2 separate regions of the Mus musculus genome follow, and region 1 is linked to region 2. Evidence: chromatin contacts called from public HiChIP or PLAC-seq data. All regions are on one chromosome and are shown on one strand. Each heading gives the region's core, a stretch centred on a gene start, on an enhancer-like site or on the middle of the called end of the contact. The rest is flanking DNA. Distances are from core to core; before and after follow the strand shown. Region 1 overlaps Gm41917 (a long non-coding RNA gene). Region 2 has its middle 12 kb from the start of Ackr3.

Region 1 (6,666 bases), core at 3,540-6,039, 370 kb after region 2:
TCTAGAACATTTTTTTCTTGGTGTTTGCAGGAAGATCACCCCCCTACAGCATGCATTTAAGGACTTACATAGCCAAATTGCAATGACAACCATCCTGCATTGGGAAGCAGCCAGCTTTGGTAAAACATGGCCAAAGAGACAGACAGAAACAAATTGGAGATAGTTTGTAACCTGAAGCCATTAGTTGACTAAGCCACCTACCACCTAAGGAGCAGACTAACGTGTCTGAGTCAGCTCAGAGCTGAGAAAGGAAAGGTTGGAGACAAGAAGCAGGCTGTGGGGGTGATGATTCCTGTGAGATGTGACTGGCCAAGCCCAGTCATAGTTACCAAGATCAGCTTGAACTGAGGATGGGGTGTGTGCTTGGAAGATGGACCTTGGCACTGTCAAGATGTAACACACTATCTCACAAACTCAAAAAAAAACGTACAGGATGGCCCCCGAGTTGCAAGTCATTGGAGGTGGTTCCGATCATCTCCGCTTTGTTTGACTGCCCTCAGGATATGGACCACAAGTTTGTTCAAATAAGGAAGACACATCAGGCATTTTCCCATTCTTGTGACAGCAGAGGTGGCAGAAGGCAACCCCACCCCTGTCACACATTACAGCTTGATGTGTATAATGTTGTGTGATGTTCTGATGCTAGACTCTAAGTCCTCATGCAAGTACAACTGCAGCAGCTGGGACTCTGCCTCTCATTCAAAGTTATTTTGCAAAGGGTGTGTGTGGGGGGGGGGGTGGCATGGAAAATGAATCTTCCATAGGATGTCATTCTGATTTACCCTCTGGGAGCTCTTAGCGTAGCCCCAAAATATGAGTAGTGAGACAGAGGATGTCAGTGGTTCTAAAGCAGGTGGACTTGTGAGGGGATAGAAAAAGAACTCAAGAGGTTCCTCGGTTAAGAGCATCCCCTGCTTGCAGAGAGACCCAGACTCTGGTCTTAGCTTCCAAAAGGTAACTAACAATCCCCTGAAATTTCAGTTCCAGGAAATGTGGTGCCCTCTACTGGACTCCTTGGGTACTGCATGCACATGGTACATAGACATTTATGCAGGCAAACATTCATGCACATAAAATGAAGTAAATAAGTCTTTTTATTTTTTTTGTAAGATTACATGTCCTTATTTAAAGCACTTACTGAGCACCAGTTACAGGCCAGGACTCCCACTAGGGCAAGCAGGAGAGTTGAAGAAAAAAATATAACAAACCTGCTCTTTGAAACTTCTAGAATGGTGAGAAAAAAAATAGAGACAAATAGTGGAATACTGAGAATTTTAATTAACAAGCAGTTCTGTAAGAAGAAAAAGGAGAGAAGAGGCGTGGGCATGCAGGGACAGGAGCTGGGTTGCCATTTCAGGGTCAGGGGCTCCAGAAAGCCTGTGTGAATTAAGACACACACACACACACACACACACACACACACACACACACACACCGGAAGTCAGGGAGAAAGACAAGCAAATGCCTGAGGGAACAGTGCTCCAGGCAGAGGGAAAACCATGCACAGAGTGACTCGAGGGTGCATTGGTATGTTTGAAATGCAGTGAACAGGAGACATTGGCCCCATCAGAGTGAAGAAGTTGGGGGCAACTGTAAGAAGAGCCAACATTACAACCTTGTCTGTCATAATGAGGCCAGGATGTCTCAACTCCGTGTGACATTGAAGGGTCAGAAGACTGGCAGGGTCTGAGGAAACACAATCAGTTGGCTCCCTCAGGAGACTGTGGCAGTCCTGGGGGAAGGGGCCATGGAACAAGGCCAGGCCTCACGAAGAAGCTGCTCTAAGGAGCCAGGCACACTGGAGGAGGCTTGTCATGGGGGACTGGCAATGTGGGCGGCAAGGACACGACCTGATTCCAGAACCAATGTGATTTACTAATCAGTTTCATATGAGGCATGAGAAATGGAGAGGGATGAACAACACCCCAACAACACCCCACCTCCACAACTCCCCAACTCCCCACCGCACTTGGCTTGAGGAGAAGGTTCCCTGTAACCGGAGGAAGAACAGGCTTGGTGGAACCACAGGAACTGGGCTAGACATGGTGACATCTCTGAAGAGGCACCAGGATAAACAGATGCATGGTGCTGATGTCCAGGAGAAGGCCTGGTCAGACAGACACTCCCCAGGGTCAGGATGTGGAATCCATTTAAAGCTAGGAGACCACTGTGGGCCCTGGCAGTGGGTGAGGATAGAGAAGAGACAAGTTTCAGGACCTCCAAGATTTAAAGATGAAGAGGAACCGCCAATGTATAAAGAGAGTAGCCACATGGTAGAGTCCACCCAGTACTGATGGACCCAAAAATTGTCTCTACAGGAAAAAAAGTTTGTTTCCCCCAAACGTGTACAATGATGCAAAAGCCACATTTTTCCAACAAGAACTAGACCTTAGGCTCTGAGTTTGCCTCTTCCCAGGTACACACCATGAAGTCTGAGTCCCTTTAGAGATCCTGCTCATTGTGGCCAGAACAGCACCCAGAGGACCTTGGATCACCATGTCTATCTAGACTACTCGGTAGGTCAGGAATATAAATGCACTTTTGACCCATGGTCCTTCCGGTCTGTGGAAGAGTTTATCAGGACAAGACTCCATTGTAAGCTAGGAGCCTCTGCAGAAGGAGGGTAGAAGGCACATCAGAGAAGAGGGAGGGTACCAAGCTGGGCCAAACATTGACTAAATGGTCAAGTGGGGTTAGGACAGATGTTCTCCTTTGAGTGTAGTGGGGAGGAAGCCCCATGACCTTGAACTTAGTAGTTAGAAAATCTGTTATCTTCCAATGGTATCAGAGTGTGCCAGAGTCAAAGGTAGAAGAGACCATAGAAAGGGATGGAGCAGTGGACTTAGAGACCTTAGGGATATTCGGCATAAAGATCAGTGGTGATGACAGGGAACTCATAGCTGTCATCTGCTCAAACACATTACGTATTTCAAATGAGGGGGGAGGACCATAAAGGAGATAGGCAGTGTCCAACACCAAACAAAGCCAGAAAGGTGTATGTGGGGGGAAGGGAAAGGCAGGGAGTTTAGGGGATAGTAATAGGCTGATGGGAAGGTAGCTGGGATGAGAAATCCAGTATCCTATCACCATTAGATGAAACCCAGACACTGGGCAGAAGAGCTCAAATATTTGGCTGAAGGAAAGCATCACTTTCTATGCCCACAGGAAGATGGGAGAGTAGATAGTAGAGAGATAGTAGAGAACCCTGCTATTTATTAGGATGTACTGTAGGAGAGGGCATCCAGGAGCAAGGTGGGGAAAAATCAGCGAGCCATGTGTAGGAATCTCGAGCCTCATTAACAGTGGAGAGTGAGGAAAGGGTACACTCCCTGATCATGAGTCAAGCAACAAGAGCTTGAGGGCACAACATTTAAGATGCAGTTTCTAATCAAAGGGCTGACAGTACTGTAGCCCTAGAGTGGGAACATGCTCTGCTCTGAGCCCACATTCAGTCCTGACCCCAGGCTGGCCCATGAGGTGTCAGAAAAGAGAGACTACTGGAGGAGTTGACTGCACCCAACCATGTGACTTCAAGACTTGTCTTCACTTACAAGGAAAAATGGTGCCTCGCTGGGCAGGTATGCACCTTGGAGAGGAAGGCTACTTAAAAGGCAGAGGCCAGCATTGGAGAAAGCATCTGAGTCCACCTCATGGCTAGGGGATGGCATAAAGGAAGACCATAAAGCATGCTACAGACCTCTCTGTACTGGCTGGTTTTGTGTCAACTTGACACAAGCTGGAGTTATCACAGAGAAAGGAGCTTCAGTTGAGGAGAGGCCTCCATGAGATCCAGCTGTAAGGCATTTTCTCAATTAGTGATCAAGAGGGGAAAGGCCCCTTGTGGGTGGGACCATCCCTGGGCTGGTAGTCTTGGGTTCTATAAGAGAGCAGGCTGAACAAGCCAGGGGAAGCAAGCCAGTAAGGAACATCCCTCCATGGCTTCTGCATCAGCTCCTGCTTCCTGACCTGCTTGAGTTTCAGTCCTGAATTCCTTAAGTGATGAACAGCAATTTGGAAATACAAGCTGAATAAACCCTTTCCTCCCCAACTTGTTTATTGGTCATGATGTTTGTGCAGGGATAGAAACCCTGACTAAGACACTCTCTACCTTACATATCCCTGTCTGACCTTACTGTGATCACAGAAGGCCCTTTATGGAGGGAAAGTTGAAGACCCACAGAGGTGCACTAGTCATGCCCAAAGCCACATCACTGCTTTCAGAAGATCCAGGAAAGACAGACAGGTCTCCACCTGGACCAACAGGAGTTAGATGAGCCCCAGCCTGGAGAGCATTAGGGTCGCTTTTTATGGCACATGAAATCTCTAGGTTGGTTCCCTTACCATTCTCAATGTTTCTTTCCCTTATGGCCCTTCCAGAAAGGGTTGTTGATGTTCCTCACATCATTTGGAGTTTTCTCACCTCTACATGTCTTCCAACTCCCCCATTATCAAAGGAAGGTTTTCCTCCAAAGATTGCCAGAAAGGATGCTTTGCAAACAGATTTGAGCTTCCTCGCTGTCCTGGGAATGTGCTCAGCCCGGGATATGGAGGTCCCTGAAGCGTGGGCTCTTTGTTTTTCTGAGATGGTTGCTACCTTCATTACTGTCTGCACAGGGCATTTTGACAAGGTTAGGCTCCAGCACACTGCTTTGTGGATCTTTTCTACTTAGATTCTTTCAGAGACTTATTACATGTCAGCTCAGGGCCACGAAGCTGGGACTGTGGGACAAAGAGGCACGTGGGTAATTTAACTTTTTGGTATTCAAACAAGAACACAAAAGTCCCCAGGGAAGCAGCTGGGGCTGAACCCGTGCCAGACACTAATTGTCTCCCTGGCAGTGGCAAGCAGCCCCATGCAGATAAACAGGCCCAGAGCCTTCAGGGACACAGACCCCCTTAAAAACATCGATATGGAATCTCCCAGGAAAACGCACATATATGGGAACTTTGAAATGTAATTTCTGAATACTAAGAACTCCCTGTACTTTGCATAACAAGCCCCAACTTAGGGTTCTATTGCTGTGAAGAGACACTGTGACCAGGGCAACTCTTATAAGGACAACATTTAACTGGGGCTGGCTTACATTTTCAGAGGTCCAGACCATTATCATCATGGCAGGAAGCATGGCAGCATCCAGGCAGGCATGGGGTTGAAAGAGCCAAGAGTTCTACATCTTAGTTGGAAGGCAGCCAGGAGACTTTGTCACAATGGCCAGACTTGAGCATGTATAAAAGACCTCAGAGTCCCACCTCCTCAGTGACATACTTCCTCTAACAAGGCTTCTCCAATAAGGCCACACCTTCTAATAGTGCCACTTCCCATGGGCCAAGCATATTCAAACCACCACAAGCCCTTAAAGGTTATTACTTGTAAACAAATTCAAGAGTGTGGAAGGAAAGTAGGGCTTTGGGGTTTGACTCAGTTGGTAAGTGCTTGGCTGTGAAAGCCAGAGGATCTATGCTTGGATCCTGAGAATCCACAGAAAAAGCCGGGCATCAGAGCTGTGCTAGCTAGATTCATGTCAACTGGACACAAGCTAGAGTCAAGGGAAATTCAATTAATAAAATTCTTTATACCCTCAGTGAGGTGTAGTTACCAGGTCTCATCAAAAAGCCCTCTCTTTACAGCAAATGCAGACCATCACAGAAAACCACACTTGGACAGTGCAGGGATCATGGATTGTTGGGAACACAATATCAATGGACATGTTAATACAGAAGCAGGAAAATTTCACAAATTCCCATCTCTAGACAAAGAACTATTGGCAGCCAATGACAACAGAGAAGACAAATAGCTTCTCCCAGAGACGAGATCCCTTATTGGTTGTTCAATGCAGTGTTCAGGATTGAAACCATGTACATGCCACTAGCAAAAACAAACTCAGCAGGACATGTGTGTGTATTTGCACACACATATATACATGTGTGCACATATATAACATATAATAAAAGAAAAGAGGCTATCAACTTAAGAGTGGGGGCCTGGGAGGGGATCAGGGGAGAATAGCAGGGAGGAGCTGGAGGAAGAAAGGGAAGAGGTCATTGATGTTATGCTATCTCAACTAAAATATGTTTTAAAAAGTCAAAGTTGGAAGAAGGTGAGTAAGTAGGGGTGTATCTTGGAGGATTAGAAGGAGTAGGGGGTGAGTATGACCCGAGTACAATGTATACGTGTATAAAATTCCTAATGAGTTAATTAAAATATTATACCAAAAACAAATTAAAGAAAATGAAATCTGAAGAGAAGAGAAATAGAAAATGTCTCCTCCAGACTGGCCCATGGGCAAGCCTATAGGCACTTCCTGTATTGATGATTGGTGTGGGAGGGCACAGACCACTGTGCTTGGTGACAGCCCTGGGCAGGTGTTCCTGAGGTACATATGAAAGCCTACTGAGCTAGCCAAGGAAGAGCAAACCAATAAGCACCATTCCCTCAAGGTATTGACCAGTCCCTGCATTGAGTTCCCTCAGGGATGGACAGGGTTGGGATGTGTGAGCCAAATAAACCCTTTCCTCTTCAAGTTGATTTTGGTTATAATGTTTATCCCAGCAACAGAAAGGTAACCAAAGCAACAGTGTAGCCTGGAATCCTGGAACTGTTGAAGTAGAGACAAGAGGATGATTCCTTGAGGCTTAGTTGCAAACTCAGTTTCATTGCATTGATGA
Region 2 (7,021 bases), core at 27-2,526:
TGCCGCAGAAGATTCCGGTTTGTTGCATCTTTCCTGGCCGGTCGCGAACGTGTGTAAGAGCCAACCTGCTTCTTAGTTTATGTCACCCTTGGGTGACAACCCCTGTTATAGAACTATCTTTTTTCTCCCCTTCTGGGGGCGTTATTTTCTTTGGATGCCCTGTCTCAGTTTTCCAGCCTCTCTTAGCACTGATGGAAATACACATCTTGCATCCATCTGAGGGCAAAGGTGATACTATTGGGTGATATGATATTGCCTTACTTCTATGTTAGCCTCTTGAAACTCAGGGCACCTTCTATGTGCCAGCCACAGACAGGAGTCTGGTTTCTCACGCCACCAGCCCTGCATCTCACATCCCTTCTCACTTGGCCACTTCCAGGTCCCCGCTGTGCTTTTGACCTGGGGCATCTGCTTCCAGGCCAGTCTGGTTGTAGCAAAGAAAACAAACTCTAGATGCTTCTGTAAGCACGCAGGAAGTGCTGGTCCGTGATACCCAGAGGCATACGGAACCAGGCAGGGACATGCACCATGAGGGATCCTGGGTAGCTAGCATGATAGGGGTCCTTGGTTCAACCCTTGTCTGTGGGAAGCAAAACCAGGAAGCAGCAGGCTCATGCACTAACCGATACTAGCATGCAAGTGGGTGCCATCCTGCCTCGTCACTTGTCCCTCTTCTGATCCAGTATGAGAGTCTCTGCAAGGCCAAGTGGAGGGTTTGTAGCAGCAAAACGTGCCTTGGGCTGCTGAGAACTATGCCCAGTCATTTCCAGTGCCAGCCGACTCTGACTGATAGCGCAGCCTAGCCCTCCGAGGCCTGGTTCTGCTGGTCAGTCTGTTTCCTCTGTTTTCCCGATCTTGCAGTTGGGACCCTCAGCTGGCCCCACAGCTGTTATCTCTACCCTGGCTCAGGGAGGCCAACAGCCACAGCTCCAGGTTGGGGTTGGAGGGGACAATCTCCCACCATGCTCCGGATGCTACGCTTGGGACTGGCTATGTGTTCGAATCTATGCTCTGGCCTTGTATCTTCTTTCACATCTGCAAATTAATTGAAACATGGTCCACCCCTCCCCTAACACACACGCCATGCAATCACGCAATGCTCTCCCTGGATCTGCCATCTCATAGCAATTCAGAGTTTTGACACATGTCCGCAGCAGAGCCTGGCATTTTCCAGGGCAGAATGGAGAGGATCTTTTAGGATGCAAATTTGTATTGTGAGCTCCTGAAAAGAGATGGAGAAGTGGGGGGGAGGACCTCCCTGCCAGGTCAATGGGCCAGGACTTGCCAGTGTGTCCTTGGGATTGTGTATGAAGGCCACAGGAGAGAATGGACACTGCGGACAGAGAAAGAACTGTCATTTATCTGGAGCTCATTAGTTGGCAGGGGGAATTTTGGGGACAGCGGTAAAGGCCAAGCTGAAGAAACTGCCATCGAGGTCCTTTAAGATGCGTTTCCTTCCAGCCTTCCTCTCTCCCGGTCAGAGGGGGTTGGGAGGATGGGTAGGGGAAGTTTTATCGGGGAGACATAGTGAAATCTTGCTTTTGTTGATAGCTAGAGGATCCAAATACATCGAGGCCACACAGGGATGGTGGTCATGTGATCAGTACATTTGCTCACATAGATGCGTTTGTAGGGATGCCCTTAGAAACAGTGTAAAGTTAACACACAGTACCATCAATCAAAGGGATGCAAGGAGAGGCAGCCACCAGAGCTAAGACTCGCAGGTCACTGCAAAGTTCAGGAGACCCAACCTGCCCACTCTAAAGGAAACACCACACCGTTGAGTTTCAGCATGCTTACCCTTAGCGTGTTTTGAATTTTACATAAAGCAGCAAAGGTAGAGAGGCTGAGAAAGAAGATCCAGAAAGAGAAAGAGCACACAGGGCAACAGGGTCACAGGCTGAGCTGGATGGCCAGCTTGTGGTGGTTGGAGGGTTGAGTGTCTTAAGAGATCAGATACAGAGGAACCTCGCTGGAGCTCAGGAAGGGCACGCCTCATGTTGTGGGAGGGGCCAGAAGCACATCCAGCTGCCAGCTCATTGCATCCTAGGTGCATAAAAGTTCCAGCCTGGGAGGGCACCCAGCTCAGTGCCTGCAGTCTGAACTTATAGCTTTGAACAGTAATGTGGGCTTGTGGGACCAAGGTTGGTTGGCACACATCTGGTGTAGGAAAGAGATCTGGAAGAGAAAGGCTGAGGAAACAGCGTGTCCTTTTAGGTAATGTTTTCATGGCTCCACCCCACCTGTTCTAGGCATCTGGAGCCATTTGTCTTGCGATGTTATTCATCCAGCCCCTCAAAGCATGGCTTTGTTCAGAGCCCGCTTCACACCTGCAACTGTGCCACAGTCATTTAGGGTCCCAGATGGGAGGTCACAAGGATACAGCACCACAGGGAACCCCACAGCTCAGCTGTGCCCCATCACTGCAGAACTCGACCCCTCTCTATTCTGGGAAAACAAAAGTAAGATGTGGTCCCCAAACATCGAGAGTTATTAATCCTTTACACATGTCACACGGATAACTGTAGCAGAAAGCATGGTTCAGCCAGTGCCAGCAGATCTGAACAAGGCCTTCGTGGACCCCTGAGGGTGATGAGTTCTGAGTGGGAAGGGTCGGGGCGGCAGGAGCAAAGAGGTGCTTAGACTAAAGAGGGCCAGTCAGCGGGAGACAGACTCCAAGCAAGGCACCGGAGCAGGCAGCGTCTGTCAGTTTTGAGGGGTTGGGTGTGTCTCACTGATGGAATGCTTGCCTAGCAGATTTGAGGCCTTGGGTTTTGTTCTGTGCGTGATCACACCAACAACTCAAAAGACAGCAACAAGAAGGAGGTTATGAGGAACTAACCAGTAAGAGAAAGACTGGAGAGAAACTGAGATTCATAGATGCAAAAGAGCCAGGCCCCAAGACTGAGGCACACAGAGAGGAAGACTCATCCAGGAGTGAGATACAGATGATATGTAGAAGGCAGAGCTCATGGGACAGCAGGGAACATCTTATGGGTCTGGGGAATTACATTTTAGATGAGGTAGTTCCTTAAACCTGCCTGGCTGTGGAGAAGCTGAGGCTATGGGACTCCAGGACCCTGGCAAAGGAGGAGCCTCATGTGCAGTGAAAACCCACAGGGCTACTGTGCCCAACAGGGAGGCAAGACTTCCTTCTTGTATCCACCCTTGGCACCTCCTTCTGACTTAACACCGTTCTCACCCAGCACAGTGAGAGGGGTCAAGGATCCACATACTCTCCACAGAACCATCTGAGACACAAACACATCTGTGGCCATGTTGCAGTGAGCTCCAAACCTCTCCAGAGAGCTTCACAGAACAAGCTCTGGAAGAGATTTCTAATGCCCCATGTTAACAAACCTCATGGGCCCCTCCACTGCAGGCCCAGATCCCAAAGCCTCGCTCTCATTCAGTTGCCAAACTCGTGCTGGGATGTCCCAGTGCCGGGCTGCTTTCCCTGGATGGCTGGGAATTGGATCTCAGGACAGAGCTAGCTTCCTAGGCCAACTCCGGTCTGAAACACACCTGCTTTGTCTCTCCAGCAACATTTTTGATCTAGCAATGTCTTTGCTCTGCTCCTCCCCCAGCCTCCCTGCCCAGTATAAACTGCGCATGCTCACGCTTTCTTCCTGGTTATATAGACTCTTCCCGGGACAGGGCAGCATGGCAAGCCTCCCTGCTAGAGGCTGGGGATCCTGAGGGATGAGGAAGACCTTCAAAACCCTCCTCCAAGGTGTCAACAGAGAGAATCGCATAAGTGAATACTACTTATGTGACCGTCAATGACAGAAATGGGGCTTTTCAGGCTCGGTCCTTACCTGGCCTTAAGGCTAATCAGGTAGACACTCTCATCAGCTGCCTGCAGCCTTAGAGGAGAAAGATGGTGGAGATACTTAAGGGAGAAGTACTGACTTCTCTGGTATGTCACCGTGACAGAATACCTTACAGGAATGATGTGAAGGGCAGATTGTTGCTTGATTGACATTTCCTTGTGTAGGAAAATAAAAGGACAACAAAAGCACAGAGACACCGGTGTCATTGGCCAATGAATTTGAACTTATTGAATGCAGATGCTGTTGGCTGCCTGTTAGAAAAAACATTACAGAGCCGATGACGCTAACCATCACAACCAACCTGGAAATTTGCAGTAGATTCCACCGATGGTTCTGGAGGTGTGGAGGCACCAAGAGAGATTCAAAACTGAACGCAAATTGTGAGACTTTTTTTTTTTTCTTGTCCTGTTCTCACACCTGGAGATGACAACTTTTATTACTGTGAGTACAAAGGTTCTTTTCTCTAGGGCATCCACAGTAGAGGAGGCTAGAAAATCACCATAGGTGTGAGGATTCAAAGCTGAGAGTTAATTCCCACGAAGAGCCCAGTGCACCCTCTTTGCAGACGTTAGGTGCTTTGCTTTACTGAGGTTTGACTAAGGAATCACTTAGTTTGGTTCATGGTTCAGATGCTTCATTTTATAGGGAGGGTGTGGCAGAGAAGAATTGCTATATATAGAATATATATATATATATATATATATATAGAGAGAGAGAGAGAGAGAGAGAGATTGAAATTGACTATGGGATAGAACTGGCCACACTGAATTTTCATGCCTGGAAATGGCCTCTCACACATGCCCAGGTGTTCTTTATTAATCTCCTAAGCAGGCCTCTATCCACTAAATGCAACATCAAGATGAACATTGCTGATGCCTAGAAGTGTTTGCTAACAGGAGCCTGGTATAGCTGTCCCCTTAGACACCAACTCTTATGTCAGACATCAATTAACTATCCAAGGAATGACGAAATAATTAAAAAAAAAAAAAGAAGCTCCTATTGGCTCAGTGAATACAGCAATTGGAGAGGGGGTTTTTAAATAACTCACCAAATAAAACAGGAAACTGCATGTCAATAAGCAAATAAATAAACAAACTTAAAGTTGAGAAAGAGAGAGATACTTAGAGTGTGTTCCAGTTAGGAGAGAAGAGGAAAGGTGCGGACCCTCCTTAAGGGACCACAGAAAAGAGCGTCCAAATGGGAACATGTTGACAGTATTCATGCTTAGTGGGCTGCAGGAAGAGAGTACACTGTCACTTCTGTGGTGTGTGGGCTGCACTTGTAGAAGGACCCACCGTATGCCAAATGAAGTAGTGAGCACAAGAACCAGCCAGTCCCACCGAATGTGTCAGCAGTTGTTGCTGAAAGCTATGGAATATTGAAGATCAGAGCCAGGTTGAAGACTGAAGACCGGGCGAGGGCGGACCTGTGATCACAAGGAGCTTTTCTCTCTTTAAAAAAACAAAATATCCCTGGGATAATTAAAAAAAAAAAAACCCAGTTGGGGAACTGGAGAAATGGCTCAGAGATTAGGAACACTTGCTGTTCTTCCAGAGGTCCTGAGTTCGGTTCCCAGCAGTTGCCAACCTACTGTAACATCAGCTTTGGGGGATCTGGCGCCCTCTTCTGGCCTCTGCAGGTGCTTCTCTCCCTCTCCCCCTCCCCCTCCCTCTCCCTCTCCCTCTCCCCCTCCCCCTCCCTCTCCCACTTCCCTCCCCCTCCTTCTCCTCTCCTCCTTCCCCTCCCTCCCTCTCTCTCATACACACACACACACACACACACACACACACACACACACGAATTAAAAACAAAACAACAAAAGAGCCCACCAAAACCCAGTGGGGCTTGGTTACTTGAGGTGGAGGGTGTCATCATTCTCATGGTGACTGTGGTGGCCATGTCAGCATGATGAGGGCATCCCTGTGTGAGACAAATAGCACAGAAGTAGAGAAAAACACAGGGTTGCTATGCCAGGGCAAATGGTTCATTGAAAAAAAAAATCCCTTTTTCTTTACCAGAAACTTTTCTGTAGGCTTGTGATGATTTTAAAGTCAAAGGGATGGAAATAAAAGGGAGAAGCTGTCTCCCTTACTCAGTTTACCTCTGGGTGTCTCAGGGGCATGTCAAACATAAATGAAAAGGGAAATGTTTAAGTCTGCCAGCATGTAGCTCAAATCACTCCGTGGGTTAGCGAAGGTGCGCATTCTCGGATGGCCTTCAGAGTTTAGGGTGTTTTTTTTTTTTTAAGCTGAATTGCTTTTCTTGTTTGGAAGCTAAAATCTATACATTGTAGTTTTAAGGGTTTGAAAGCACAAGGCTTCAGAAGCTGGGAAAATGAGCCTCAGGTCTGACCCAAGGCACTCAGCATCTCATTAGTTTCTCCAAGCTTTGGTAGATTCTCATGGCGGGCGTTGCTGGTCCTCTGTGAGATCAGAGGCTGTTCTTTTCTGTGTCAGACTCACAGTGAAGTGGGAGCACAGGAAAAGTATGCTTCACTCCAAACTTTTAAGAGCCCCTTGCCTGCTTAAAAACAGCTAAGAGTGAGGCCCTCCAAACATAAGTGTTAAGAGATAGCTCGTGTCTGAGCAGGTGTGCACCCACGCAAATGTCCAAATGTCCTCCTCTGTGACTCTTCTTTGTTCCCTTGACAGAGTCTTTCACTAAGCCTAGAGCTCGCCAGGTTTTAGGGGTGTTTATTTGTTTGTTTGTTTTGAGTTTTGATTTTTGCTTTTTAATCGCCCTTCCAGTCCTCCCAGACTGGATAGTCTCTAAGTTCCTGCATTCATACACACATTCACTGCCACAGCACCAAGCACTGGGGTTAAAGGCTCACATGCCCATTGGCTCACAGACACACATGCATGAAAGCACACATACACACAGGCACGCACGCACGCACGCACTTACTCACTGTCTCATGCAGCCCACCATACTACCAAGCACTGGGGTTAAAGGCTCATGAGTCCATTGGTTTTTCTGAGGGTACCAGAGGTGCAAACTCAGGTCTTCACACTCGCATGGCAAGTGCTTTTAGCCACAAGGCATCTTCCCAGCACAAGTGAAATGTATTTTTAATAGACACATAAAGCAGAGAAATGATCATCAGTGGGTTGTCATGTGACATTTTGATTCATGGACACACTATGCTGTTTTAATGTAAGCTTCCCACCCCTGATTGTCATTTCTTT

Evidence for each region. HiChIP or PLAC-seq counts read pairs in DNA pulled down with a chosen protein or histone mark.
Region 1: an H3K4me3 HiChIP or PLAC-seq map of embryonic basal ganglia shows a contact between it and region 2, with 5 times the contacts expected there. The contact joins two enhancer-like sites. A contact is called at or near these places in 3 of 484 Hi-C or Micro-C datasets (all in embryonic stem cells) and 2 of 115 datasets of contacts at active chromatin or transcription factors (embryonic basal ganglia and embryonic stem cells).

What each region holds. Positions count from the first base shown.
Region 1 is chr1:90,556,337-90,563,002 of GRCm38.p6, forward strand. All of the region lies in intron 2 of Gm41917 (a long non-coding RNA gene), which reads right to left. Among named protein-coding and RNA genes, the nearest start is that of Gm35141, 12 kb to the left of the region's middle. Within about 2 kb of position 4,790, at least 10 of the 459 cell types and tissues checked have an H3K27ac peak or open chromatin away from gene starts, as enhancers often do. A contact at or near this core is called in embryonic basal ganglia, where this site is marked.
Region 2 is chr1:90,188,000-90,195,020 of GRCm38.p6, forward strand. No RefSeq gene overlaps it. Among named protein-coding and RNA genes, the nearest start is that of Ackr3, 12 kb to the right of the region's middle. Within about 2 kb of position 1,277, at least 6 of the 459 cell types and tissues checked have an H3K27ac peak or open chromatin away from gene starts, as enhancers often do. A contact at or near this core is called in embryonic basal ganglia, where this site is marked.